2 separate regions of the Lactuca sativa genome follow, and region 1 is linked to region 2. A link is a contact called in public Hi-C data. All regions are on one chromosome and are shown on one strand. The core of a region is the stretch at or near the end of the contact, and the rest is flanking DNA. Distances in the headings are between cores, read along the strand shown.

What was found. A called contact is a pair of places that touch in the nucleus more often than the background predicts.
Region 1: a contact with region 2 is called in a Hi-C map of leaf, with 2.8 times the contacts expected there. The contact joins the promoter of LOC111884937 here to the promoter of LOC111884936 in region 2. A contact is called at or near these places in 3 of 4 Hi-C or Micro-C datasets (leaf and seed).

The regions. Positions count from the first base shown.
Region 1 is chr4:374,657,899-374,660,598 of Lsat_Salinas_v11, forward strand. LOC111884937 (H/ACA ribonucleoprotein complex subunit 4) reads right to left here and starts at 1,422. Exons shown (of 1, transcript XM_023881235.3): 1 at 1-1,422. The coding sequence starts at 1,160.
Region 2 is chr4:374,450,810-374,453,509 of Lsat_Salinas_v11, forward strand. LOC111884936 (UDP-glucose 6-dehydrogenase 1) reads right to left here and starts at 1,327. Exons shown (of 2, transcript XM_023881234.3): 1 at 1,171-1,327; 2 at 1-436. The coding sequence starts at 409.

The sequences.
Region 1 (2,700 bases), core at 172-2,671, 210 kb after region 2:
GCAGTAGGCCCTAACCCCCATTTCCTAGGATAAGTATCTCTATCCATCACCACCCTCTTGATCTTCGCCACAACTCCATGATCACAAGTAGCCATTACAGCAGTAGTCATCTCTGCAATCCCAAGAGCAATCGCTTCCCCTTTTGTAGTCATCAACACCACTTCTTCGCCATTTTCAATGTCGTTTTCGAATCTTAACAAACCTGGAATCATCAGTTTAGCACCATAACAGATTGCATTCACAGCAGAGTCCTTCACGACTAATCGTTTGTAGCTGGTTAACAAGACCTCTAATGGCATGATCACACGGCGGAGATAAGTTTCGTCTCTGTAATTGTCGTAACTCCATTGTGCATCCATGACATCATGCATAGTTATCATGTTATCTTTCTCCCCCATGATACCAGATCTGACTCTTCTCAGTTCCTGCATATGTCCACCAACGCCCAAAATCAAACCTAAATGAACACAGAGTGTTCTCACATACGTACCAGCTTCACACGAGATCCAGAACACGACCAAATGCTTATCGGCATCATACTCCAGGAGTTTGCTTTCGTAAATGGTTCTAATCCTGAGCTGTCTTTTAACAGCTGAAATCAATGGCGGACGTTGGAAAACTGCACCGGTTAACGTCTCCAATGCGCGAGCCACTTTCGCGACATCAGGCACATCGGAATGAAGTCGAGCAACACATACGTACTCTTTTCCGGCACCTTGTTGTGATTTAACAAGGCGAGTGGCTCTATCGATGCAAACGATTAAGTTCCCGGTGACTTTTGGGTCGAGTGTACCGCTGTGGCCGGTTTTTTCGACTCGGAGGATCCGTTTGATCCAAGCTACAACCTCGTGCGAGCTAGGGTTAGCAGGTTTATCGAGGTTGATAACACCATACCTGATGTACTCAGCGAGGGGGCGTTTGAGAGGAGAGTAGCCAGAGGGAAGTGGCGTATAGTGTCCTGTTCGAACGTTAAGGCGGTCATAGTTCTTGAGGAGAATCGGCCATTCGGAGGTGTCAATCGATGGAGTGAAGCTCTGTGGTTTAATGAGATAATCGACAGCGTCAGTGGCATCGTCGGAATTTTTGTTGATCGTATCTTGGTCTTTGGATTTGCTCTTCTTTTTCTTCTTCTCTGAACGATTAAGCTCGAGTTCGGACATGGCGGGTTTCCGGCGTCGGGGTAAAGAGCAGCTTGCTGGGGGAGTGAGCTGTATGCTTGGCAGAGGTGGCTAGGGTTTTGGAAAAGGTGGAAGCTTGGGTTTAGGGTTTTTTGATGGTACTTTTGAAGGATGGGTAAAGTTCGCATGTGGGTATCTACTCATAAGTTTAAATGCTCCCACCCATTCCGATACTGACACGTGGAATGGAAAATGTGTGAGGTTATGCTTTCAAATAATGAAACGAAAATGAGCGAAAATGAATTTAGTGGGTACTTTTGATAACGCCTAATAACGTTTAAGAACACTGTTTTTTTTTTTTAAATGAATTTAGTGGGTATTTTTGATAACGCCTAATAACATAGAACACTTTTTTTTTCCTGCTACTAATGCATGTTGTCTACTCCTAACACTTTAAAGTATTTTTGATCATTAAATTATTATTTTTTTTTGCACACAATAAGTTATTAAACTTACAATTTATATGTCTGGTAAACAGTGACGAGTCTACAATAAAAAACCATATGATTCATTAACTTTTCTATAGTAAATTTTCTATATAAATTCAAAGATTTTATTGGTAAGATAACTCCTAAATTTTTCATAAAAAGATAAAAAAAAATTCAATAGATATTTTACATAAATTAGAAAAATTAGGTGGGTCATTGGACCCACCTTCCATGTGAATAGTCTCGCCAATGTTGCTAAGTTATTTTCGTTAGTTTTTAATAGCTCCCCATTAAATCAGTTATTCTAAATTACACAATTGATCCATGTGTTTTCAAGTTCTTTCATGATTTGTCTTAATCCATTGACATACATGCTTCTCTGTTTCAATTCTAGTGACCCCCATCTTTTCTGATGACCCTTCCATCTCCGACGACAATGAAGAAACTATCATCCACATTGGTTGCAAATGTTGTATTGTTGTTCATTACCTTCCCATTATTTAATCATACATGCCTCAACACTTATCGATGGAGTAACCTGTCACCCTATGTGTAACGTCCCAAAAATTAAGATCAAATATTTCATTTTAATTATAAATAAACTGTAACATCCCAAAATACGAAGGTAAAAATTTCATTTTTAAAACAACCAAAACACTCATTTATCATTTACTCAAACACTTAAAAATATTTTATAAAAAAAAAACAATTATCACAGTACAATCCCAAAATCATACAGTTGCGGAAAGCATGGGTGTATGCGTTGCGATCAAGTCGGGCCCTTCCCATTTGAACCGAAAGTACCTAAATCCATAAAACAACAACTATAAGTACAAAGTTTAGTGATTTTCCCAAATACCACATACCATGCATAACATACATATCCAACATCCAATAGGAGGTGTTATGTGCCAACCATAGTCTTGCCATTATGCCACGAGCCGTATCATGGTCTTTCTTGAGAGGTCAGGGGCCAAAACCCTGGGCCTTATAGATAAGTGCCAGGAGCCACCTCCAGGTCTTCCATGCAAGCAACACAAAGACAACTTGTATATAATCTACAACTACTTATCTACTTAATTGTCAGAGACCAA
Region 2 (2,700 bases), core at 77-2,576:
TGGCTTCGGCGGTTTTGACCGGGACGGTTGACTTTTCGACGACGATTTTGTCGGATTTTGACACGTCAGCAATCATGCGGGCGGCGGATTCCCAGTATGTGAGGTCGGCGGCTTTTCCGGCACCGAGGCCGCGGGTTTTTGTCGGGGTGTTGACTGAGACGAAGACTATGTCGGCTTCACATACGTGTTTTTCTACATCGGTGCTGAAGAAGAGGTTTTTGCCTCTGCATTGCTTTACCACATCGTCTAGGCCTGGCTCGTAGATCGGGAGATTGTCGCTGTTCCAGGCGGTGATACGGGGGACGGAAATGTCCACCACCGCCACTTGAATGTTGGGGCATTTCAGTGCTATCACTGCCATTGTGGGACCCCCGACATATCCAGCTCCAATGCAACAGATCTTCAACATTTCTATTTGTTTCAGTAAACCAGGAATCTGAAATCAGAATCGGAATCGGAATCAGAATTGGAACTATGTAAAGAAAAATTGTGCAAAAAGGTCATACAGGATCTGCATTCATGAATACAATTGCGAATATGTATGAAGGAAAAATGTTTTTAATGACTAAACCCTTTCATAATTTCGTGATCTAGCTAGCAGTTTCATACACTAAACAAACATGGATATTCGTATGAATATAAGATACATGTAATTGAACATGGAACGCTTAATTACATAGACAAATTTCGGTTAAATTTACTGTTCCTGAAAACCTAGAAAACTCAAACCGACAGAAGATTTATATATGTGTCTATCAACTTAGTATTGCATGGAACAGAACACAGATCTGCTACAATATGAGCAGCTGAATAAACAGATTTAGTAAAATTAAAACACTGTAATTCGATTACAAGTAAATATCCTTCACCGCATTTATAATCGACACATAAATCACAGATCTAACGCAAAAACTTCCGATTTACACAAACCAAACCAAAATTCAGTTCATAAACAGCACTAAATTAAAAGGATCTTGCACAAACACTCAATTAACTTCACGAGAAATTGATATAATCGAAGAAACATAAGGATTAATACCACACTCAACAGTAAATGATAGATCCGTTCCTCTAGATCACCGACAACTAAATTCGCATCGATAATTGACAAACAACAGATAAAAGACGAAAATTCAGTCAACTATAAACAATCATGAGCCGAATTGTTACCTCTTAGATCGATTGATCGTGAATCAGACGTCAGAGGGAGTGTTTGCTTCTCTTACAGAGATCTGTCAAGTAATGTGTAGGATAAATCAGTGAAAGCGGGGACAGGTTTATATACTTGTGGAAAGTGCTTGATTTGCCCTCGAGATATAAAATAATGACACTTAGCGTCCCTCTCGTAAACTTACGTTTTAAATCGCTAGAAAATATTGCACTAACCTCCCCTAATATTTGGCCATATTACAACAAGTACCCTTCACTAATAGAGTTTTTGATTTTTTTCAGCCCTACATACTACAAATGCATTAAAACCTAATAACGCCAGCAAATTAAGTCGGTGGTCTTTTGTTTGGTTGGATTCCATATTTGTATTTGCGTATGGGTAAAGGGCAAATATGTAATTATATAATACAATATGATCAAAATTCAAATACGGTGGGTTGTTGGCATAGTAAAGGATTTTGAAAACCATTGACGTGGAGAGCTCAACGCGTCAAACCACAAACATTGGCGGATTAACACCTAGGGGTAATATAGTAATTAGACTTAATGCTCATAAGGTTGGGGAAACACAGTATTATGAAAAGAAATTCCTTTTCCCTTTAATAGATTATATCTCCATTTGAAAATTCTATAATCTTAGGTTTACTTTTTTTTTTTTTTTTTTTTTTTTTTTTTTTTTTTTGTGTGTGTGTGTGTGTGGGGGGGGGGGGGGGGGGGGGGATATTATTAGAAAGGGATATAGATCATAGTTACCATAAATCAAATAGATATTATATGGTACTAATTTAAAAGAAACAATTTTTTTCTATATATATAATAATTCATGATTTAAAATATTATATTATTTAATTTTATAAAACATAAATTATTATGTAAAGAAAAAAAACTTGTGTATAAATCACTTTTATTACATAGTGACTACATGCGTTCGAAAAGTATGAAATTACTTTGGCAATTCCAATTTCCAAGAGGTAAAAACTATAAGTCAATGCACCATACATTTTATTTTAAAATTTTAAAATAAATTGATTTTTGGATTTGTTTTTTTTTTTTTTCTTTTTTTACTTCAAAAATCTGAACACGTATAAAACTTTTCGATTATATGATGGTGGCAAGACATTTTTCAAAATAGGTATATTTACTTTGAAATTTCAAAACTGCTTATCATTTGCTAAGAGACAATGTTTTAGAAAACGCATCCTAGAACCTAAACAAAATCGTTAATGGATTAAACATGACAAAAATATAGAGGTTTTTTGCATACCTGGAGGAACATGGCAAAAAATAAATGGTGTTATGTAATAGATAACATTGAAATAGAGTAAATATGGTATAGATTTGCAAGCAAATATAAATTATGTTGATTTGGTTCGAGTTGTGGTTAGCAAAGTTAATACAAAATAACACGGTAAAATTATATCATTGAATGCATAATGTAATTGAAATAGTTGACGATAGTGACACAAGACACTTTGTGGGTGTTGTGTGTTCTTTGTTTCTAGGGATGTTACTTTTTTATGTAGTTGTCAC